2 separate regions of the Callithrix jacchus genome follow, and region 1 is linked to region 2. A link is a contact called in public Hi-C data. All regions are on one chromosome and are shown on one strand. Each heading gives the region's core, a stretch centred on a gene start, on an enhancer-like site or on the middle of the called end of the contact. The rest is flanking DNA. Distances are from core to core; before and after follow the strand shown.

Region 1 (5,995 bases), core at 3,099-5,598, 92 kb after region 2:
GGTGGATCCCTCGAAAAGTGCTGTCCACCACCATGTACTGAAGGACAGCAGGAAGGCAGGGGGCCCCAGTGTGAGGCAGGGGCCCCTTGGCCAGGGTAGGAACGCTGGTGAGTCAGAACCCAAACCCAAACAAGCCTGCTGCTGTCCACACCCCCTAGAAATAGTGACTGTGACTTCCTTCCCATCCACATGGCTCCTGGGCTGCGTCTCTGGACAGGCCCTAAGGATATGAGATCCCATCTAGCCAGGCCACAGAGGAGAGCGAGACCCTGCAAAGCTGCACGGCAGGCCAGGCCACGCAAACCCTCTTGGATCTCCACTTTTTGGCTCAGCTGCCCCCAAAGTCATCCTTGTCTCTGTTCGCTCTTTAAGACTCACCAGTAACATTAATAAGGATAATGATAATGGCTCCCTGGGTTCCGGGCTCTATTCTAACTAAACTCTTCCCCTTTTCAGATTCATTTCATCCTCACAACCACCCCAGCAAGCAGGTGCTACCATAAATCCCATTTTACAGGTGGAGAAGTGGAGGTAATATGCCTGGGTTATATACTGTTGCTACCCACCGGCACTCCATACCCTGCCCTCTTAATGTGGTGTGGCTGGCAGCGGGGAGTGGGAGTCGAGTGGTGCCCCCAACTGCATTTTCAAACAGTGGCTTCATTTCACAGGGTGAAAGGCAGGGCACTGGGTGGTAAGACAGCCTGGAAGATACCGAAACATCGTTGGGAGCCTTGGGCATGGGCGTCTGGCTCAGCTTTGGCTCAGTGGTCCAGGAGCAGTGTGGAGTGCGTCCTTCAGGCCCAGGATGGGGCCACCCAGAGGTTTTAAAGTGGGTGGCTCTATGTCCTGGTGACCATCCAGTCCCTCGGCCCTGCTCAGAGCCTTCCTCTTCTGGGAAATTGAACAGACAGCTGTTCTTCTGCCCCTCCTCAGTCCCTCCAACCCAATGGTCTTCACCCTGGCTTGCCCACACCTCTCAGGAGGACCCTTCTGACATGCTATTTTAACACCAGTGCCCAGACCCAGCCTGGAGTCCTGTGTCCCCTCTGCCGTGGCCCTCTTCCCAGGGGCCCCTCCAGCCTCTCTCATCTCCCAGCCCTAGGGCCCCTCTTCATGGTTCTTCAGGCCTGTGGAATTATGTTCTGATTCCTTGCCATTCAAAGCCTGCTGTGGTCAGGCCTCAACCAACTGCATCTCTTCCTGTTTCCACCAAACAGGAGGCAAGCTAGCCCTGAGCCTCCTCCCCTATCGCCACACCACAGCCAATGCTGTTCCCATTACCTGGAAATTCTACTTGCTCCATCCCCCACCTCTCCTCATTGACGCCCTACCCATCCCTTGAGATCCACTGCAAATGCCCCCTTCTCCAGGAAGCCGTCTTGCCCTCTCCTTCACTAAGGATTCTGAACCTCTGTTACATCTTTCTAGCTTTTCCAAAGCCTCGCACATCCTTCAGTAGCTTCTTGAGAAAGAGTATATGGGAAGTGAGATTTTGAGAACTTTTACCACCCACACTTTACTCTACCTTTATGCTTGATTAATTTGCCTGCATATAAAATTTCAAAATTGTGTTCCCCTGTCTGTAAGCAACCGCTGTCCAGTGCTACTCTTTTGCCTGATCCTTCATATGCAAAGTATTTTTGTATCTCTGTACATGTCTCCAATTTAGGAGCCTTTTTGGGGTTCTGGCCGGTTTTTTGGACTTCCTGTTCTATAAACCTCGGTTTCAGCTTTCTCCACAGAGCTAAAGAAATCACCCCTCTCCCATCTGCATTCAAGCTTCTGAAATTTTGCTGATGGCTCCTCTATCATACTCTTTGCCTTAGTAGATTTTCACCTTTAAATGTCTCTTTACTCTCACGCCAGGGTGTCTCAGGAGTGAGTATAGATAAATTTGCATGCCGAATTAGCCATATTTGAGAAGCCCACTGGGAGGTAGCTTTGAAGTGCATCCTGGCTACAAAGGCTTGGAGCTCTGCTCCGAGGCACCCAGGCTGTCCTCTTGAGTCACTTATGTAGGGTCCTGGTCTATGTGGTAAATGTCCCTAACCAGGAGGAGCTACACCAAATGAGTGAGGGCCTGTTTGCTGGTCTGTTGTGAAGTGAGTGATGTGCTTAAGTGAGGCCGTCACCAACCTGGATCATAGCTGTCCTTATGGTGACAGGTTGACTGAGGCTGGATCCCCAGTAGTCAGGGAAAGACAAAAGTCTTAGGCCTGGACAGGTAGGGAGTTACTTTGCAATAGGGGTAGAAGGCCTTATCCACACAAAAGACGATTCCAGCGGGGAGTGATAGCTCACACCTGTAATCCCAGCACTTTGGGAGGGTGAGGTGGGCAGATCGCCTGAGGTCGGGAGTTCGAGACCAGCCTGGCCAATGTGAAGAAACCCTGTCTCTACTAAAAGTACACAAAACTAACGGGGGCGTGGTGGTAGGCGCCTGTAATCCCAGTTGCTCAGGAGGCTGAGGCAGGAGAATCACTTGAACCCGGGAGAGGGAGGATGCAGTGAGCCAAGATCATGCCATTGTACTCCAGCCCAGGAAACGAGCAAAACTCCACTTCAAAAAAAAAAAAAAAAAGAACTATTCCGATGGACAGTGGATGCAGAAACATGATTCTACGCTGTTGTTTCTCAGTGGTTGTCTTCCCTATGTCCTGCCCTGCTCTGGACTCAGCGTGTAGAGGCAGCCTGCCACACCCAGAGTCCCTGAGGCAGCTCTGTTCCTGGGCAGCGGTCAAGCCACTGAATGTCTGTTGCGCATTATGAATGTCTGTTGCGCATTAACTAGTCTCATGGTGTGAGGGACATCAGTGAGCTCCAGGAGTTCCATTCCAGGAGGGCACAGATGGATGCTGTGGAGCCATGCATCAGACAATCAGAGAGGGAAGGCAAGGAGAAGGTGAGGGAAGAAGAAAATTGCAGCCCCACTTATGTTTGGGGTAGTAGCATAATTTGTAATCCAAAGAGGGACGTGTGTGAGAGTGAGGGGCACTATGAATATGAATAGTAATGCAGGGCCCCAGGCGTAACCTGGGAGTCCCAGACAAGCTGGGGTATAGTATAGACTCCCTCCCACTTCAGTACAGGATCTTACTGAAACCCTAAAACAGTCCTATACTTGGATGGCATTGTCTCTTTGTGATGGGACAGTCACTCTGAGAGCACAGGCATGTGTGTGAGGTCAGGAAGCCGGAGCTGGCACTGGAGCTCAGATTGGTGTGACTCTAACTTTTCAGCCTAAAATCTGCCTGTTCAGGGAGGAGGTTGTTTGGCAGGGGCTAGGCTTAGGGGGCTTTATGGAAACAGGGGACTGGAAGGATTGGGAAGATTTTCCAGGCAGCTCAGATGCCCAGCGAGCCTGGGGGCTAGTTCCAGGTCCAGCCTCCTTAGGGCATAGGGAGTCTTGAGGCCTTGGCCTGCCTGTGCTGGTGGGATGGAGTTGGTATGTCCACATCTCCCTGACCCAGTCATACTGCAGGGCCCATCAGAGGGGCCCCACGGAATAGTCCCCTCTCTGTCTTTCACACCTACATAAATCTGCACACGTGGTCACAACATGGAGAGTTAGGCCAACACAAGCTATACAGGTGCAACCCACTTGAAATGCGGATGTCCCCAGCTTCACGGAAATGAGAATACGCAGGCGCAGACGTCAACGTTCGCCATACACAGACCCAGTCACCCTTACTTCTGCTTCTCGTACAGTGTGTGCACAGGGCTTTGGGTGAAGACTTTCAACAGTAACCATGTGCCTCACCCCCATGACACCCCCAACCTCTCTCCTGGGAACCCTTGCCCCCCTCTCGAAGGGTGGCAGCCTCGGGGCCCCAGCCTTTATGCAAATGCCAAGTCACAGCTCACTCTATCTTTTCTCTCCTCTCTAATTGACTGTTTTCCCTCCTTGCTGGGACTGCGGGAGCCCCGGGTCGGCATTCAGAAGGGCTCTCCCCCACTGCCCGGCCGCTCCAACCCGAGCTCCCGGCGCTTTTAATCTAGTTACTTTTCCATCAACACACTGGGAGAAAGACACAAAGGGGCATAATCGTATCTGTGGCTGTTGATGTTCAATTAACCACATAACCTTTAGGCGCGCTCTCTCTCTTTCTTCCCCCCTCTCACCTCACCCCCCTTCTTCAGGCCAGCTGCCCCTCTCGGCCTGACACTGGCTCAGAAGCCCTCCAACACCCCACACCGAAGACCTGGCCTCCTGGCCGCTGGGAGATGTCTCACCTTTTAGGGAAGGTAAGCCATCAACCCCAATTCCAGCTGCACTCCTCACCTGACCCCTGCCTGCCCCTGCTCTGCCGGCCCCTTCTGCCAGCCCTCCGTCCCTCTCCAGGCCTGGAGCGAGGGGTGCCTCTGGGAGCGGGCACCCCGCAAAACTCCGCTTTCTGGCCCCTGTCTGGGGCCAGCAGCTGTCATTTGCCGGGCGTTCCGCTTTCTCCACTGTACCATGCTAATTTTTCGAGGGACAATTTTTTGACAATGAGTCCTCCAGCCCGAACAGAAACCCTTTATGGGGCCGGCCCCAGGGAGGCCGCGGCGCTGCCAAGGCAAACAAAGGCTCATTGCTGCGGCGGAACACGCCTGCGCCTTTCGGGGCCGGGTTCGCAGAGCGCGCCGCCTCCAGCCCGCGCCGAGGTAACACCTGGTCCGCCAACTCCTGGCGCCTAATCAAGATATCAATCACGGCGCGGGGGCAGGGGGGCGCACGGGCGCCGAAGGCTCCAGAACCCGGCATGTGCAGGTAGCCGACCGCCTGGCCGGCCAGGGCTGCTTGGCAGGGAGCGCCGGGATCTGGGGGGAAAGAAATCAGGCCCCGAAGCTGAAGGCTTAATTAGGCTGATATCATCCCGCACAAATGTTCCTCCTAGAGGAAGGCTTCTGGGCACCAAAATTATTTTGTGATTAAAAGCGAAAAGGAAGGAGAAATGATTCTGCCTTCGGAGGAGCTCGGAGGGCTGGGGGAGGCGGCAGGAGGCTGGGGCGCAGCGCAGCGCCCGGGGCGCGGGACCCAACCAAGCTCCTCACTGCTGCCCGCCCCCACCGGGGCAAAGAGGCGCAAGTGTCCACCGACCCCTGTCACTTGCGGCCTTTCCTGACTGCCCAGGGCTTCCAACCATGTAGACGAGTGACAGTAAATGTCCGGGTCCCTGCATATAGGTGCTTCTTTAATCTGCACCGGGCCTGAAAAGCCCTGCATGTCGTCGTCATTCCATTTCGTAGATGGGGAAAATTAGCTCCGAGAGGTGACATCTTGCCCGAAGTCCCACGGCTGGTCTGTGGCAAGTGGAGAGTCGCAAGTCTTTCCAAAGGCCCCTGCGCCTAGAACACGCCGTCCGTCGCGCGGCCGCGGCGACAGAGGGAATGCTTGACTGCCACCTTCTCTCCCTTACCGGCTTGCGGGCGAACCAGCAGGCTTGGGAGAGCAGGAGATTGGGGAGGGCGGACTCTCCAGCCACGCCTCGTCCCCCGGAGCCTCCACCAATCCCGGGCCCGGAAAGACCCGCCCGCTGCCGGCCATGCCCAGCACCTGCGCAGGTAGTGAGCGCAGGTGAACCTCAGGCCGGGGCTTCTATGGCCGCACTCTGCGCAGAAAAGCTGCGTGGAGAAGCTTCCCAGCAGTCGCTGGGAAGGGCTGGGCCGGGTCGTGGTTCTGCCACTTACTCGCTGTGTGACCTCCTGTGCCTCACTGTGACGTGGGACAACGGTAGTCCCAGCCTCATAGTGCTCTCTGAGGATGGAATGAGCTCTTCCTGCCAGTCAAGCTCAGCCTAGGGCCGGCTGTGAATGTGGTCAGAAAACCCCACGTGCAGGCCTGCATCCGCCACCAGACCTTGGTTCGCCGCACTGAGACGCTCTCGCAAGGCTGATAACGGGCTGTGAGCGAGCTTCCCAAGTGCTGCCTTTGCCCTTGGCCTTGTCTATCCTGGGACGCACCCCCAGCCTCCCAGGATCTGGCACTGAAGGGACCTAATAGGAGACCAAC
Region 2 (6,124 bases), core at 1,977-4,476:
CACGTTCCCTCCCTTTCCACAGCCCTGTCTAGCCCAGGTGGGACTGGCTATGAGAAGGGCTGGCCAGGAACACTCCTGCAAGGCTTGTGTTGGGGAGTGGAGGCTGTTAACTCCTTCACTGGCTTTATAGCTTCTCTCATTCATTCATTCGATCATTACTTCAATAAGTTGTCTCTGAACACTGCTAGGTCTGGTGCCAGATAGGGCCCAGGAGGCCTGCTTCCCAAGCAAGGGGACAGGCATGGGAGGAGAGAACAGCCAGGTAAAAAACTATCCAGGGCACAAACGGGTCAGGGAAGTGATGCCAAGGAGGAGAGACTGGGCTGGTTCTGAGAGCCTGAGAATGAGTTTGTCAAGTTGCTGGTGGCTGTGGTGATGGAGACAGCTGGGTACGCAAATACAAGCAAAACCAGGAGGTGGCCAGCTTGGCTCAAGGCCATCAGGCAGGAGGTGCTTCCCAGAAGGCAGAGGCTCCGGGGCCACAGGCTCCCAGGCCTCTGATGGGAGAGCAGAGACTCTGGCCGTGGTGGAGGTTCTAAGGAGGCAGAAGGGCTGCCATTTCGATCCTTCTCGATCCCTGCCTCTGACTTGGGTCGGCAAACTCACACCTGCCCTAGTTTTACCCGCCAGCTTCGGGTCGGTTCCACCGATTGGGAGGGAGGGGGCGCTCGGCCTCCAGACTTGTGGGCCACCGCCGTCCTGCGGTCCCGGCAGAGCTTCACTGTGGCAAGGCTGGCCCGAGAGGCGGGGTGGGGGGGGGGAGGAGGGGGCAGGAGGTCACGCTCCGCCTCCGACGTCCCGGATTCCCGAATATCCTAGGAAAGCCAGAATGACCTCCCATCGTGCTTCTGCCTTGAGTTAGCCCGTTGCGAGGGAACGGGGCTCGGCGCCGTGTCCTGTGGGCATTGTTATGCGGCCTCAGACCCGGGTGGGGGCGTGAAGGATAGAGGAGTGCATTGCCCTTGGGGCCCTGGACAGGTCTGAAAGTCAGGTTTCCACTGACAGCGTTCCTTGTCTGTTGGCTTGAGAACGGTGGTCTTAGAACTATCCTTTATCGGGTTCTGTGAAGAGCCTGGCCCAGTTGACTCGCTGGGCCTCCCACCCAGCCCGTGTGATACAGGTGTTAATGTCCCTTCACAGAAGATGAGGTAGAGACTAGGAAAGGTGAGGACTCTACCCAAGGTCGCTCCTGCAAAGCTGGCAGTGCCTGAGCCCGAGTGGAACCCAGGTTTGCGTGAGGCCAAAGTTTGTCAGCTGGCGAAAGTGGGGATTCCACAGCTGGCGAAAGTGGGGGTGGGGGTGGAGAACTGGAGATCCTGCCAGCCCTGCAAGCTCTGAAGCTCAGTGGCCTCCGGGCCGCGGGCCCGGAACCCCGCACAATCCGGGCGTTCCTCCCGGCCCAGCAGAGGCAGCTGCTGGCCAGGCCTCCAGTGGCTGCTGCCTCCCGGCTTTCCAGCCCGCGGGTCCCAGGCCTCGGCCAATGGGACGGCGGCCGGGGGCGCTGGGTAAGGGCGCTGTAGCCCGGGAGCGGCAGCCGCCGGCGGGGTCTGCCTCTAGCGTCCCAGGCCTCGCCGCACCCCGCTCGCCTCGCCAAGCTCGGCCGCGAGGGAGCGCCCCGGGAGGGCCGGGGCGGCCACGGGGGCGGGAGTCGCCTCTGCTGGTTGGGGAGGGCGGCGGCTGGGACAGGGGCAGGGCCTGCGTGGCCTCGGGGAGGGGGCGGCGGACCGGGAGGAGCGCCCGGGTCCTGCTCTTGGAGCCCGTCGGTGCCGCCCGCCGCCCAGCTGGGCAAGGGTCCGGGGCGCCCACGTGGTGGGAAAGTTTCGAGGTAGCAAAAGTAGCCCGGCATTGAGGGGGGTGGGAGGGGAGGGGAAGGAAAGGGAGGGAAGAGGGCCGGCTCGCCCCTCCTTCTCTCGAAGGCAGAAAGGAAAAAAGCGGTGGGAAGCTAGGGTGAGCGCGGGGGGCGGGCAGCCCCAACCTGAACAGATTCCGCCTCCCCCTCCTTCCCCCACCCCGGGAAGCCCGAGCGGGCAGGACGACACCCTCCCTCCCCCCCTTTTTCTGCCAACGTCTATCTCAACGCGCGCGCACATACGGAGATTGTGCGGCTTTTTTCCCCCTTGGGAGAAAAAACGGGGAGAGTAAAAGAAGAGAGGGCAAAGAGAAGAACTCGTCCTCGGCGAGCTCCGCACTCCGTGCCGCGGCCAGGCGCGGGGACGCCACGGCTGCCGCCGCCCGCCAGCTCTCTCCCGGCCCTGCAGCGGGTGCCAGTGCGAGCGCGAGCGAGGGCACCTCACCCGGGGACCCTGTGAGACTTTTCGGCGCTCGAGCCTACCTCGCCGCCGCCGCCGCGGCAGGCAGAAGAGACAGGGGCGAGAAGGGCCCTGCTTCCCGCCTGTCTTCCTCGCCCGGCGCCCCGCGCCCGGCCGGGCTGCGCGAGCAGGAGGAGGGAGGGAGGGAGGCGGCGAGGAGGCGGGAGGCGCAGAGGCCCCGGCGAAGCGCGCTGCGGCCGCCCGCTCGTGGATGCGGCGCCCAGGGAGCCTGGAGACAACTTTGCCGTGTGACGCGCCGGGAGGACTGCAGGGCCCGCGGCCGAGGGCTTGGCGCCGCCTGTGAGCGGGCTCGCGCGGCCGGCGCTCCTGGTCACCGCGCTCGCTCCAAGCCGCTGCCCACCGGCCCGCGGTGAGGACGACCTGCCCGTCGCCGCCACTGGAGGCCCTTCTCGGCGCGAGGCAGTGAGGGCGAAGCGCTCAGGTGCGAGCGCGGGGCCCCGCCGCAGCGCCCGCCGCAGCACCGCGCCAAGCCGCGCCCGGCTCAGCTCCGGGGGCTCCAGCGCCTTCGCTTCCGTCTCGGCCAAGTTGCGTGGACCCGCTCTTTCGCCCACCTTCCCTGGCCCGCGGCTGAACCGCCGCTCCTGCTGCTTTCGCTTCACCCGAACCGGGGCTGCGGGGCCCCCGACGCGGAGAGGATGGGGAGAAGGCTGCAGATGCGGAGGCGCCCCGAGACGTCCGCGCGGCAGTGACCCGAGACCCCCGCCGCGCCCCTCAGGCCCCAGTGGCCCTCGGCGCCCCTTCCCCGCCGCGCGGGAACCCCCGCGGCCCGGCCGGCCCCCTCCCCCAGTGAGCCGGCGGCGGCCCTCCCGGAGGGCGGGCGGGCGGAGGCCCGGGCGGGCGCGGGCGGGGGCGGGGCGGGGCGGCGCGCCTGAAGCCCGGAGCCCGGCCCTGCGCTAGGCTCGGTTCGCCTCGCGGCGGGCGCCCTCGTCGCCAGCGGCGCACCATGGACGGGCTGCCCGGTCGGGCGCTGGGGGCCGCCTGCCTTCTGCTGCTGGCGGGCGGCTGGCTGGGGCCTGAGGCCTGGGGCTCACCCACGCCCCCGCCGTCGCCCGCCGCACCGCCACCACCCCCGCCGCCCGCAGCCCCTGGCGGCTCGCAGGACACCTGTACGTCGTGTGGCGGCTTCCGGCGGCCTGAGGAGCTCGGCCGAGTGGACGGCGACTTCCTGGAGGCGGTGAAGCGGCATATCTTGAGCCGCCTGCAGATGCGGGGCCGGCCCAACATCACGCACGCCGTGCCCAAGGCCGCCATGGTCACGGCCCTGCGCAAGCTGCACGCGGGCAAGGTGCGCGAGGACGGCCGCGTGGAGATCCCGCACCTCGACGGCCACGCCAGCCCGGGCGCCGACGGCCAGGAGCGCGTTTCCGAAATCATCAGCTTCGCGGAGACAGGTGGGTCCGGCCCTCGGCTATCTGCCGCGGTCCCCGCTCGCTCCCGCTCTCCCTCTCCTTGCCAGCTCTGGCTGCCGCGCCGCCGCAGCCCGCGCGCCCTGGGGGCAGCCCGGACTCTCGGCAGGACTCCTTCGGCGGTGGCCCTGTGCGCTCCGCCCCGGTTGCAGTCATCTTCCCCCAGGCCGCAGACCCCTGCCTGCTGCCTCAACCCCCGCCGCCGAGCGCCTTGCCCTCCACCCCAGCTCTCCGGAATCCGGCCCCAGCGCCTCTGGGCGCGCGTCCCCCTCCCGGCAGATGCGCGCGGCCCTGGCTCTGCGGGCACTTGCTTGGTGATTGCTTAATGTTTTTGTTTCCCACGATCGAAGTGTAGGCTTAGCAGTGTGGATGAAGATGTGTGTGCTTGTTGATATACGTGGGCCGGAGGAGAGAGAGAGAGAGGGAGAGAGAGAGAGTGTGTGTGTGTGTGTCTGTGTGTATGTGTGTGTGTGCCTGCGTGAGAGGCCCCTGGGGCCGCTTCCATCACCGGCGGCGTGGGCTTGCCAGGATTGCTGAAGCCTCGCTGGGGAGAGCTAGGCAACCTCTCTTCCGATTGTGTGGGCACCGGAATCGGGCGGAAGGCAGGCTTCTCAACAGGTCCATCATTTACACAGAGAAAGCCGCGGCTCGGGGACAGCCGGGTGCCTTTCGGCTAGCCTGGCAGCTGCAGCAGACCCCTCGCCCGAGAGGCACAGAGTCGTAGTTAACAAAGGGGTTGGCTCCTTTCTGGAATCCCCCCACCCACCCTAAGGCCCCAGATTGCAAATCCCTAACACTGTCTAAATATAAAAATCAGAGAGAGAAAAATCTTTCGGAACTTTAAAAGAAGGAGAAAAATGTGCCCGCGCCAAAATGCTGCAAGTGCTTTCGACTCCGCTGTCCTTTTCAGGACTTGAATGAGCCAGGCTGGCTTTTGTGCCTGGAGCTCGGCCCCATTTGTGCTGAGGGGACTGCGGAGAAGGTCGCAGAGGGGGAAGCCCCGGTGCAGTCAGGGCGGGGGCAAGCGGGGAGCCTGGGTGGGGGAGCAGTTGTGCCCCTAGCTGCAGATGCCCCCCCCCCACACCCCCAGGCAGCAGGCAGCCTGGGGATGAAAAGGGATGAAAAGTTTTGCATGGCCGGGTGTGGAGAAAAGCAGAGACAATCGGGGCTGGTTTGTGCTTAGAAAGAAATGCATTGCCGTTTTAGCTGTCCACTAAAGTGAGTCAGGGAAAGCTCGCCATGCAATTAGAGGGCTCGGATTAAAAGGTGCTTTGGGGCCCAGAGTTAGAAATGTGATTCTGGAAGGTCGAGGAGGCCTTTTGGTCCCGGTGGCACAAAATGACAGCGGGGGCTGTTATATTTCTGGTCCGTTTCACGGAGCCAGCTCTTTGACTTATAAATAACAGATTCAGGTCACAGGCAGCTCGTCCAAGACCAGCTTTTAAGGCCGCAGTTTCCCCCATTTCAAAGTCAGATGTCAGTGTTATTAGAGGAGCCAGGCGAGGCCTGAGATGGGGGCTTGGGAGGGGCATGGTGGGAGGTTTGATAAAACCAGCCCTGGCCACAGAGTTTCGTTATTTGTTCTTCGTGGAAAAAATAAAAAAAGAAAAGAAAAACGTAGATTGTCAGAGGGAAGGGTCATGGAAAAGTAGGATGAGAGGGGAGGCATCTCTTGATTGGCACAGCTTTCTTCTTGTTAAGCTGGATTATTGAGAAAATTAACAAGCCAGCTCCCCTATTCCTTGGAGATTTTGAACGTGCCATTAACGGGGAGCCAGAGTCTTGTCAAAGGATTGGACCTCAAGTTTCAAGGCTGAATGTCCTGTCCCTTGGAACTACTCGGAAACAAGGGCCAGGCTCTGCAGCCTGCAAAGCACACGTCCCTGTGTCAGAAACCTGAGTAGAGCTGCTTGTTTGCAATGGAGGTTCCACTGGGGGTTGGATCAGATCGTACTTAGGTAAACACTGGAAAGAGGCGGTAGGTGGCTCAGCTTGATTTTGCAATGCATTAAGTTAACCAAAAAAAAAAAAAAAAAAAAAGCCCTACTAAAACCACCCACCCCTGCGATCCTGGTTTTGTTTTTCAGATTTCACAGATACCCATAACAACTTGTTAAGATCTTGGCCCCCTGACAAGTTCTTCTGTTGTTCTTTGAGGCCTGACAGCCTGTCTCCAGGGAGCCCTGGCCTGGGAGAGGTGAGGCAGGATTTTATAGGCCTGGACCCTCCAGCCCCAACCTGGTCCGGGTTTCTCAATGGGAAACAATTTTCTCTGCCTCTCCCAGGTTACAGTCAGAGGCCCTGGCCCCAAGAACGGTATTTCTGGTTAATAACGTTTTCCAGCTGTGTGGCGAGTTGCATTCCAGCATCCTGCAGCAGAGAGTGTGT

The links. Hi-C and Micro-C count contacts between places; a contact is called where the count stands out from the background.
Region 1: a Hi-C map of skeletal muscle shows a contact between it and region 2, with 2.9 times the contacts expected there. The contact joins the enhancer-like site here to the promoter of INHBB in region 2. A contact is called at or near these places in 3 of 3 Hi-C or Micro-C datasets (induced pluripotent stem cells and skeletal muscle).

The regions. Positions count from the first base shown.
Region 1 is chr6:105,013,328-105,019,322 of calJac240_pri, forward strand. No RefSeq gene overlaps it. Among named protein-coding and RNA genes, the nearest start is that of INHBB, 90 kb to the left of the region's middle. Within about 2 kb of position 4,349, at least 8 of the 16 cell types and tissues checked have an H3K27ac peak or open chromatin away from gene starts, as enhancers often do.
Region 2 is chr6:104,922,670-104,928,793 of calJac240_pri, forward strand. It overlaps INHBB (inhibin subunit beta B), which reads left to right and starts at 3,227. Exons shown (of 2, transcript XM_035305104.3): 1 at 3,227-3,721. The coding sequence starts at 3,274.